Regions from separate parts of the Gossypium hirsutum genome. Here region 1 is linked to region 2. The links are chromatin contacts, called in public Hi-C maps. All regions are on one chromosome and are shown on one strand. Each heading gives the region's core, a stretch centred on a gene start, on an enhancer-like site or on the middle of the called end of the contact. The rest is flanking DNA. Distances are from core to core; before and after follow the strand shown.

What was found. Hi-C and Micro-C count contacts between places; a contact is called where the count stands out from the background.
Region 1: a Hi-C map of leaf shows a contact between it and region 2, with 2.3 times the contacts expected there. The contact joins the promoter of LOC107942798 here to the promoter of LOC107887506 in region 2. A contact is called at or near these places in 3 of 34 Hi-C or Micro-C datasets (all in leaf).

Annotation. Positions count from the first base shown.
Region 1 is chrA03:4,192,641-4,198,821 of Gossypium_hirsutum_v2.1, forward strand. LOC107942798 (FCS-Like Zinc finger 14) reads right to left here and starts at 1,437. Exons shown (of 2, transcript XM_016876517.2): 1 at 529-1,437. The coding sequence starts at 1,034. LOC107942796 (biotin carboxylase 2, chloroplastic) reads left to right here. Exons shown (of 18, transcript XM_041106154.1): 18 at 48-392.
Region 2 is chrA03:4,012,720-4,018,904 of Gossypium_hirsutum_v2.1, forward strand. It overlaps LOC107887506 (BTB/POZ domain-containing protein At1g63850), which reads left to right and starts at 3,461. Exons shown (of 3, transcript XM_041106082.1): 1 at 3,461-3,669; 2 at 3,744-4,824; 3 at 4,928-6,185. The coding sequence starts at 3,853. The coding sequence ends at 5,872. LOC107963800 (hydroxyproline O-galactosyltransferase HPGT1) reads left to right here. Exons shown (of 12, transcript XM_041106081.1): 12 at 184-536. The coding sequence ends at 206.

The DNA.
Region 1 (6,181 bases), core at 187-2,686, 180 kb after region 2:
TAACACAACTTCCACTAACACATTTGCACAATGGCTGCTACTTACAGACAGCTTACTATACAATCCCAGATGGCGGAATCTAGGGGAGGGGAGCCACTGACTTCAACTACCGTCCATGTAGGATGTATACTAGATATGACCAACCAGCCATCCTACCTCTTCTACGTTCTTAAAGCCCCCCATTGACAGAATTACTCTGATTTGGGGCTAGAATCAATCCCAGTTTAGGTAGATTAGTATTTCCAATAAAATCACAAACACCATTGGATCTTAGATATATTTACAACAGACAAGAATGAACTGTAAAGCTCTAACCAAAAGATTAATTTCTATTCTCTACACAGAACGGGGAATAAAAGGATTTGCACCCCAAGAAAACAAATACAGAATCACATCCAAGTAATCATCAGATCATTTTAAGCATCAATTCAATTAGAAGGGGAAAAAAAACTCAACTGGAAAACATCATCAAGAATCAAAACTTAAAACTTAAATCAATTAAAAGATGAAAAAAAGCGAGGCCAATACCTGTACATGAAAATATCCAAACCATGTAGTTCCTTCTTGCAAAGATGACAAGAAGTCAAAAAGCCATCACTCCAAAATTCCCTCTTGAACTGACCCATATTGTTTTTCCTAGGCGAAGGAGCAGCAGTAAACCCACTGCAATTCTTGTTGTCATCTCCAAAACCGAACTGATTCTTGATCAAATTATCGCCAAAATGAGAAATTACAAAAGTGTCGTTGTCAGATAATTCATCAAACTTCTCGGAGTTAAAGCCACCTCCGAAACTGGGAGCTGCTTTAACAGATGAGACTATAGGTATGGGGGTGGATCTTGGGGATGGAGCAAAACAAATAGATTGGTGTGTATGGGTTGAATCAGTCATAGCTGCTACTATGCCTAGCCCAACTACACCATATTGAAAGTTGCTTGGGGGTTTAGTGGGGTTTAGACAGAAAAAAGAGTGCGATAAAGAGGTGAAGAGGTTGAGATTGATGGCGGGTCTCTTTTTTCCACAAAAATTATGCATGTTATAGGAGAATTACAGCCCCTAAGATTGTTGGGAGGGGATTAAATTCATGGGGTTTGTTGGACCCTAATCCCCCCAAGAGGAGAGAAACGAAAAGTAGTGAATCAGAAGTTAAGAGACTGGGTTCTGAAGAGACAGAGAGAGAAGAGAGGATGGCATGGCGTTGTTGTTTCAATCAGCGCTCCTTGTTCTGTTTATCTCCCTTTCTCTACACTCTTCTTCCCTCCTCTTTCTGGGTTCGCACGCCCAATATAAACAGTTTGCTGCATTAATCCACAGGGTAAATTGCACTAATACTCACCTAAGTTTCCTTTTTATCACGAAATGGTCACCCAATTATCAGTAATTTTTTTTGTTACTCAACCATTCAATTTTATCTTTTTTTTTTTTTACTCAATTATCTTGCATTTTTTTAGTTTTCCACCTACTGATAGAAAAAGATAAAACTTTTCATAGTTGGGTGACCAAAAAAGAAATTTACTAATAATTAGAGGATCATTTTATAACTTTTCATAGTTGAATGATAATATATATATTAATAATTGAATGACTACTGATGTAATTTACTCGAAACTATAATATACCTATAACTATTTATAAAAGTGAATATACGTGACAGGCCCCTCTTCGATAAGAACTTATTACATTAGCCATTTATTATTAAATGTAACCATTTAGTCCTTATACTATTAAAAAATTAAATAATACTAAACTGAAATAGAGTTAACATGTACCGTTTAAAATATGTAATTTATTGTTTAGCAAAGTTAATATTTTTAAAAGTTTTTATTCAGTAAATGAAATATTTTGTTTGGAATTTAACTGTAATTAAATAAAATTTTTAGGACATTTTTTTTATATAGTAAATGTCAACACCGATTTGGATTTATTTGATTTTTTTAATAGGACAGGGATTAAATTGATCTATTTAATAATATAGAAAGTAATTTGATTTAGTCCCTATAATACAAGGATCTTTTAAGTACTTTAACCATTATAAAAGTAAGGTCATAAGGGTTTAATTTCATGACACGTTTACTACCTCCTCTTTTATTTTCCTTTTGCCATTAAAAAGATAGTGGTAAATTTTCAGTTTTTGGTCCTTCAACTATGATCACATTTGGAATTTAATCTTAATATTTCAGTTTGACATAATTTAATCCTCTACTTTTACAATAATAATAGTTAATTCAAATGGTTGTTTTCATTGACTATTTCTATTAAAATGCTGACATAATATCAGTGTTGTCTAAATCGGATCGATTGGACTAAGAACCGGTCGAGGTATCTGTCTAGAGAGAGATAAAATTGATTGACTCACGAATCAGTGTGGATTGGTTGAATCAGGCTAAAAAAATTAGGTGAACGATTTTTATATTTTTAAAAATTTTAAATAGTTTATATGCTTTGAACGAATTGGATCTAGAACTAGTGACTTGATTGATTCAATCACTGGCCCAATTCCTAAAATATTAGTTAAGATTACAATCAAATTTGCTTTTAGAGGGATAAGAATGCCATAAGAATGATTGTTTATACTGAACCAAATGGATCAATAAGTATATCGGTCCGAAGAAAGATATTTAATTGGTTGACGATAAAACCAGTTTTTCTTTATTTTGGGCCAAACCAAGAAAAAGAAAAGCCCAACTCTATTCCCTAAAGTAATCCATGTGTGGGCTCAGCTTCTTCGGTTTTTAAACCTAACCCAATGGTCCCAATATAGTGATTGGGAGTGACTCAGCGTTGCTTACAGAGTTGAAGTATGTATTGGAAGAAGAAAATTAATTTTTCGCATTCTGTAAGTTCGTTAAAAGAGTAAATGATAGTCACGAGTTTTAAATGTCAAGTCTGATTTTTAAAGTTTCGGTAGTAAGGTATTTCTTATTTAACACGTGTTTAATAAACAATTTTTTTTGTTTTTTTTTTAAATTATATAACAATTTTCAAATTTCAATATTGGTCTCTATACTATACTTAAATTTGAAAATTAAGATCTATACTTTAATTTTTTTATATAATTTAGTCACTCAAATTTAATAATATTATTAGTTAATTTAAATATTTTATTTTGATTAAAATGTTGAATGAATTTTAAAAAATTATTAATATCATTAAAATTTTTTATTGAATTTAGGTCTATAGACAAGTGGGTTCAAAATTGTCAAAAGGATTGCAAATTTATGTTTTTGGGGAATAACCAATTGTTTTTTGTTAATTAATTTTTATTTGATTTCTCGGTTTAATTTTGGCCTTAATTAAATTAAAATCAATGCTAAATTGTCGTTTCGAATCTTTTTTAAGTAAAAGATGGCCTTTATTAATTAAAAGGGAAAAAGAAAAACAGTTTCGGAACTGAAACGTTCTATCAAAGCTACACCATCTCTTAGTAATTATACACACAAATCGAGTATGCTTTAGCCTGTCGATTGGCACGCTTTCATATCAAATATGCCAAAATCTCTCATTTTGGTACCCTTTCATGCCTAAAACACAGTGTAACAATTTCAAAGTATGCTTTAAACCTTCATTTTAAACAATCATAATACCAAACTAACTAATATGCCACAATAGGCATCATTCCACAATAAAAATACCGAGTACGCTAGCATGATTATAGGTCATTCAATGCCATCACTAAGCATACCAAAACATGTACTAATACAATTATGCACATTAACTTTACAAGTTTCAGCATTAAATTAGGTTTAATTAACTTGGCCAAACTCCTAATTACATGCCACAAAATCGAGTAAAGTGATCTTCAAGCTAATTCGACCAACATGTTCTGCAATCCAACAACTACAAGGAAAGAAAGAACATCGGTAAGCATAATGAATACTAAGTAGCTTCATAAGAAATTAACTTAACTTACATTGACATTACAACTATTTATGTAATTGAAACACAAAGATGAATAACACGGCATTCCTTTGTCAACCTTACACATTCATATACAAATTCATCACAACACCAATTAAGTTAGTTATCAACATAACAATTCATTTCATATTCATTCGTTTTCAATTGTTTCATTTTCGTATACTTACCATTTTTATATTTAGGCTACTCACACAGGCTTCAGATCAGAGTTACTGTACATGCTTTACCTGATGTTGCCTGCACAAGCTTCAGAGAGTTCACAACACATGTTGAATCTCAAGCCATCGGTAAAGGATAATTCAATGCTACTCACACAAGCTTCAGAGAATTCACAACACATGTTGGATCTCAAACCATCGATCTTGGAGTCCTTAATTAAACACCTAATTTTCTTTGAACCCTAATAACATTTACCAGGTTCCAATTAATACCATTTCCGTTTCCATAATATTTCAATTTTTCTAACTTCAGTATTTACGTATCATTCAATCATATTTCATTTCACATCCATTTGATTTCATATACTTGCTTGTATTTATCATATATATATCATATTTTACGATTTAATACCTTATATGCCAAACTAACAATCTTTTTTCAATTAATCTAAGTTAATATATACTAATTATAATTAAAATATAATTAAAATAACTTAGTAAATTTCATATGAACTTACTTGATAAAAATGACAACGGGTAAGGTGTCGGAGACTAATATGCAATTTTTTCTTTTCCTCAATTTTCTTGTGGTTGGTTCAATTCCCGATCAATTGAAGGAAATAAAGTTTTGAAGCTTGAAACCTATTCTCCCTTTAGTTTCGTGAGAATGAGAAAGATTAAGCAAAAAATGGTTTCCTTTTCGTTTAATTTTAGTTTATATATTTTAATTAACTTTAATTAATCACTAACTATTCTAATTAAACTTAGTTAATTTAATCTTAATCCATATTAAATTAAATTAGTGGGTATCATCATCCACCACTGAATCTCTAATTAAAAATAACCAATTGCTTAATTGGTCCTTCAAGTTCTTAAAAATCTATAGTGATTAATTTTTACCACTTTTATAATTTAGTCTTTGTACTTTAATTAACTATCCAAACGACAAAACTAATGTTTCAAACTTTAATTAAACTTCATACTAACATTGTAAATATTAAATATTAATATTTATGGATTTGATCATCGAAAATGGGGTTCCAAAATTACTGTTTTTAACACTACTGACTTTCGAGCTGTTATAGCTGTCCATTTTAGAAAATTGTCCTCAAAAAGTTTACTTGAGAATAGATTAGGGTACTGTGATTTCATTGCTTCTTCCTGTTCACATGTTGCCTTCTCTAAATCGTGTCGATGCCATAATACTTCCACTAATGATACTCGTTTATTTTGCAGTTCTTTCACTTCTCGAGGTAAAATTTTCACTAGTTCTTCATTGTACATCAGATTAGGCTGTAACTCTATCTCGTTGGGAATATTAATTTATGTTTAAGTCTATCTCGTAGTTCTTAATTTATATGTTAAAACTCAAAACACAATAAACATATTTTATAATTAAATTAAATAGTAATGCATATATATTAATTACATTTGATATTCAATAGTTTTAGTATCATTTGATTTTAATAATATTTACATAATTGTGAATGTTGTTTACTATTTTATTGTGAAATATTATGTCTAAGGCAATGAAGTATTAAAATAATAGTCACTCTAAGAACTATGACTTTTAACGACGTTTTTTTTATCATGACTGTTTATGAAAACTCATGAAAGGTACGACTTTTCTTGACTTTTTTAGTAAACGTCACAGAAAGTTGTTGCAAATACATTAGAGAAAGAAATAGTAATGTAAAATATTGATTTAAATTATAAGATCGAACCAGAACAATATATATAATTTGAAAAATAAAAATTAAAAATAAAACTGGATCAAAATTGTGTACTTGTAAGTGGGCAAAGATTTGACTGGTAGTTGAGGCTTATTTTTACAATTTTCTTAAGACAGATTTAACCGCTCATTTGATGCTGGAGATAAAAGTAGAACAAAACTTTAACAACAACATAACTAATACAATTCAAACTCAAACCACACTTAAGACAGTGAATACCCTAATCATTAGACCGAGACACGAGTTCATATAAATCTATATATTAAATGAGTGCCTATCAAAATCTTTCAACCATTGCTTCGTTGAAATGAAGGCTGAACTCGCATGTTATCACAAGCATACTAGAATTACTCTGGAAAAATAATTTTAAAGT
Region 2 (6,185 bases), core at 2,211-4,710:
AAGATAAGGGGATCCATCTCTTCTCGACTATCTAATTCAGAATTTGATGCTATCAAATTAATCGATAATGTTCTGTCGAATTACCAAGGACCTATTATTGTTATGTCTTTTGGCTATATTTAAACCAGTTATATGGAGATTCGGATACATCGTGTTTATATAATCGTTTTCATTGCATGCCAGGTTCAGTATGTGCAGCTGTCTGATTCGACTAACCGGATTTACGTCAGCACCATTTTTATATAAAGAGAGAGTCCATTCTTTTTGCATTTTGGGAGTGTGGAAGTGCCATAATTGTTGAGATGAAAGATTTCAGTGAGAAATGATTCTTTTAATTCAATCCTGGTTCTTCCAAGTTCTAACTGATGTACATGCAGGCCAATATACTTATCATTCTTGGAAGGCACAATTTTTTTTCCCCCTTTTGTTGATGTATTATAGCTCTGTATATTTTAAGTTCAATCTTTAGATTTGATTGATAAAATTTTCCAATATTTCAGATAAAAAATGAAGAGTTCTTTAGAATTAAATTTTTATCCGTCGGAGATGTTCTTATTTTGTGATCAAGACTCTCGACAGAAAAAAGAAAAACAAAATTCCAAACAAAAACACAATTCCTAATAAACAATACATCAAATACTTCATAAAAAATACTCTCTCTCAACAAATCTAACGTTTGATTTGGGTTGTGAAGTGGGCTCCTCTACTTTATCATTCACATGTGAGTTATATATTTAATTATTTTTTATAAAGGGGAATTCACATTTAAATTAGTCAAGCACAAATCTACACTTTTCCACCTTGGCTTGCAATTTTAAAAGTGCTTAATTTGTTTGTTCATAAACAATGCCAATTTGTTAAAATTTGAGAACAGCTTGTCCATTATTCTCCTATGCTTTTCAAAATTAATAATAGTCTTCATTAAAAAGAAAAAAAAAACCTATTGGGTTTTGACATAAATTTATTTTGACCTAAAATATGACAAAATTGGCTTCGGGTTAATCGCGAAAATTTTGATGCTTTTGGGTTAGAGGGATAGGTTCGAAAGTCTGTTCGAAAAGTAAAGATTTGAATAAAAATATACGTTCAAGAAATAGGTTTAACAAAAAAATAAAGTTTGTTTTCTAAATGGTCCAAGTTTTGGGTAAGTTTTTTTTACCCCGTCCGGTTTGAATTTGCGAAAGAAATTGTTGCTGTTTTTACTTTTTTGCCACTAGTTTTTTCATTCTTTTGCTATCATTCCACTATTATATTGTTACTATTTTGTTATTATTATTTAGATATTGTATAATTCTTATTTTATTATTAATTTTGCTGCTATTTTAAAGGTATTTGCTTGCTAAATTATATTTATCTTAGTATTATTTAAGTATACATTTTTTCATTTGTTTGTTTTTAGTGTATTTGATATATTATATTTTTAAAAAATTTATATAAAAAATTTAATACAGGCAGGTTAGGTCAGGCTCGAGTTTTAGCATTTTTATTTAGGTTTGGTTTGGACAAAATTTTAAACCCATTATTCAAGTAGGGCCTAAAAAATGAGCTTAATTTTTTTATTTGACCCTGCTCGAACCTTACCCAGCCACGAACAATTTTATTTTAGGTTAATAAATATTTATAGATTTATAAATTTTAATATTAAATTTATATTTATATTTAAATTGAATCAAATGGAAAAGATAACATAATGTGATGTGGAGTAAAGTAATAATAGCACATTGCCTTGAGTGCAAGCTTGCTAAAAGTCAGTTATTTTTATAGAAGGCTGAAATCAAGTTCATTATTCGAATAATTATGGCATATTTATAATAATAAAATAATCAATTTAACATATTATACTTTATAATATTTAACAACTTATACTAATAATTCATAGGTAATGTCCAAAATTGCCATCTAATCAAAACAATGGTGGGCCCTTTATGATGGGTTTTTCTGAGTGCTTCTCATGCTAGTTTAGGGATAAAAGAATTTAAATTTTAAATTTATTATTTGTTTCACTTTATATCACTAAATGTAATATTCCATATCTCAAAAATTATTTAAGGATTAAAATGCAACATTTTCAAAATTATCGAGTTGACACACCACGTTAGTGTATCATGTCATAACCTCAAACAAATAGTTAATATCATCATGACGTTAGGGGCTTGAGGTCATGACGTCACTTATTGTTTAAAAAATGCTCAAATGGTACCAAGTCATATATGCCTAAACAAACAATCAATTGCATATCATTTAAGCATAATACATACATCAAACATTTCATATACTACCATTGAAACAACATTTCTATCCAAATTTCCTAATTGAGAATTCAAACATAAAATCCAATTCAACAAATATTATCATTTCCACATTTTAGCCATGTCAACCACTTATACCAATCCCATGTATGCATTGAACAATTCATGTACATTAGACTCAAACTAACATTACCAACTCGGGATTTTAAAATGACCATTACATTACAAAATCAACTCAAACTTTAACTACATTCCATATATCAAACCATAAAGGAATTATAAAAATATTACTGAGTCGAGAGTTGCAGACCGAATGCTGGATTACTCCTTAAGTCTTCAAAATCTACTAACACCTACCCACGGAATTAACAAACCGTATGCTATTTTGTTAATTTATTAAAAATATTTAATGAGTTTTATCTTATAAGATACATGATAATTTATTTATTTATTTATTTCGAATTTAGATTTAAATAATAATATTTAGATTTAATAGGGTAATAAATGAAATCAAAATTATGAATTTAAATAGGTTTAATTTATGATTTAACTCTTGAATTATACCAGTTTTTTCATTGTGGTACTTATTGAGAAGGGTTGATTCCTTCAGAAGAATTCTTTAAAGTGTCATTCATTAGGCAATCGGTCAAAGCCCCAGCATTGGTAGGTCTTGTCCTCTTCTTGGAGTTTTATCTCCCTCCTTTATCGAAAGTCTTGAAGGGTCCACGAAGGGGGAGCGCTTTGGTTAGTACAACACTTGCAAGTATGTGGCTTATATATCTTAGGTTGATAGTTCGAGTTCCCTACACATAGGTGATTTACATAATAAATGTTACACACTATACTAATATCTCTCTTGTGAGGCTTGCATATCATATCTCCACCAACAAACATAAAGAAAACACCTATCATTCTCGAAGGTTTGCCCAGTTACTTGACAGACGACGATGACAGTTCAAGAACTTTTTCTAAAAGAATCAACCCCTTAACATTATTTAAACATTTTTTTTCTATTGAAAATGTACAAAAGTTGATAATATTATCCACGAGTTCTAATTTAATTATGAGTATCAAAATGAAAAAAATAAAAAATGCGAAAAAAAATTCAAAACTTAAATAATAAATTAAGGCATTTAAATATTAAAAAGTACAAACAAACCCACCTATTACTATTAGCTTTTGCAAATTTGTCCTCTTTCCCTCCCTCTCTCTCTTTTTTTTTTAATTATCCAACTGTAAAAATGCCCCTAATACAAAGTGGGGTGATTTTGTTGTCTCCCTCATCTAGATAAAAAGCAGAGCCAGTGCAAGCGGCTAAAGGACGAAGTTCCCAATGTCCAAATAAAATCCAAAACCAAACCTAATTTCTCTTACATTAAATGCCCATTTCAGACACCCTTATTGTCTTTTACACCAACTGGTAAGTAACAGCTCTTTTCTTTCTTTCTTTCTTTTTTTTTTTTGGTTTCTCGTATCTACCGCCATTTTTAATAGGTACCATCACTGACGCTGATGCCAATGCTGCAAACTAAAAGACAATAAAACACAGGCAAAAAATTGTAAAAAAAGGGGTATTAGTGGCCATTACATTCAATGCAATTTCATGGCAACAACTACAACTACAACAAAAACATCATCAATTTCCACAAAAACATCGTCTGCTCAGCTCAAAGTTCAAGTACAACCCATTAAGCCTAAACGCCGCAAGTGTAAAGAAACCACTATTTCTTGTTCGTCTGCTACTACCGGCGCCGCAAACGGCGGTTCCGATTCTGGTTTTTCAGCTCGAAAGCTTGACCCCCCGACTGTTGTTTCAGCTGATAGTTCTTGGTGTTGTCCTGCTTCTAAGCCATTCCCGACTCCACCGCCTCCTCCTCCTTCTCCTCCTCAAACTCGCCTTGTTCCGGACCAGGCTTCAACCGATTCTTCGACGGCTTCTAAGATCCGGTATTCTCCGGGAAGTTTATCACCCGTCATGGATTTCACGACGATCTCCAACGGTCATTCACCCTCGAGTTTCACCAAGTTTAACTCTGCACTCACTGCGGGTCTTTTAAACCCGCATTCTCCGCCGCCTCCGTCGGACAAGTCACGATCTAGTCCAACCCTTTTCGAGATGATGGCTAGCGAACCCGATGTCCACCCAAGGACCCAAACCCAAATCCAAGTACCCATTTCAGGTCCTAGACAAAACCAACCCCCACCAGTCATTGACAAACAGGCGTTGACCATGCAGCGGATTTCAAACCTTTTGTCAACCCGTAGCCCCGGAAACCAGTTTAACGACCCGGATTCGACTGATATAAAGCTAACGTTGAGTTCCAAGGATGGGATTAGTGTGTCAATGAATGTGCATAGGCAAATTGTGGTGGCTCACAGCCGGTTCTTTGCCGTGAAGTTATCTGATCGATGGGCAAAACAACAGAGAAATGGATCGGATGGACCGTACATTGTTGAAATTGCAGATTGTGATGATGTTGAGGTTTATATTGAGACCCTGAAATTGATGTATTGTAAAGATTTGAGGAAGAAGCTAATGAGAGAAGATGTTCCTAAGGTTCTTGGCATTTTGAAGGTAAAGTTTCAATCTTTTTCAATTACCAATTTTTAGAGTATGGATTAAGGTTTTTAATTGCTGAAGTGGTTGATTTTGTGGGGGTTTTTTTTTTCTTTGTTAGGTTTCAGCTGCAATTGGATTTGATGCTGGGGTTTTATCTTGTTTGGAGTACTTGGAAGCTGCCCCTTGGGCTGAGGATGAAGAAGAGAGAGTAGCTTCTTTATTGGCAGAGCTCCGCCTCGAAAATGTCGGAGCAGGGGAAGTTTTAAAAAGGGTTTCTGTCGAAGTTACTAATGGAACCGATGATGGTGGTGGCGATAACGAAGAAGTGCTTCTCAAGCTTTTGCATGTTGTTCTCGAAGGCAAAGACGAGAAGGCAAGGCGGGAAATGAAAGGGTTGGTCTTGAAGATGCTTCGCGAGAATTCATCTCAGAACGATCTCCGGAAAGAATCGTTGTATTCGGCTTGTGATGGTTGTTTGGAACTGCTTCGTAGCCATTTCCTCCGAGCAGCATTGTCGGATTTGACGGATGCGAATCAGATTGCTAGACAAGCAGATAATTTGCATTGGATTCTGGATATTTTGATTGATAGGCAAATTGCTGAAGATTTTCTAAAATCATGGGCTTCTCAATCCGAATTATCGAATGTTCATTCTAAAGTTCCGGCTGTTCATAGGTACGAAGTTAGCCGAGTGACCGCACGGTTATTTGTTGGAATCGGAAAGGGACAACTGTTGGCATCAAAGGAAGTACGATGCTTGCTTTTACAAACATGGTTGGTACCATTTTATGATGATTTCGGGTGGATGAGGAGGGCATCAAGAGGTCTCGATAGGCATTTAATCGAAGACGGTCTAAGTAACACAATTCTCACTTTACCTCTAGCTTGGCAACAAGACATTTTGCTTGCTTGGTTCGATAGGTTCTTGAACTCGGGCGAAGATTGTCCCAACATTCAAAGAGCCTTCGAAATTTGGTGGCGGAGAGCGTTTTGGAAACGCAGCGGTGATCAAGAACTACCAAGGGAATCACATGTTACAATTGCAACCATTGAGAATTCATAAAACCGGTGGTACCATTTTTCTTCGTTTCCTTTCACTGATAGCTCATTTTTCATCTTCTTCGTCTCTAAACCGAAGCTCGTCGCGGTTTAGTCTGGAAGAAGACGTCGAGACAGCAGCCTTTAGGTTAAATTTATGTTGGAAATAAACACTATATAGAAACCAATTTTCATGTTTTAATGTTTTCACTGACATATCTGGTTTTGGTTTTGGTTTTGGTTTATTTTGTATTGGAGGGTCATTTTAGAATTCAACCAAAAGAAACTCTTTTTTGTTCAGCTCTGGTTTTTACATGTCTTGGTATGGAACAAAGAGG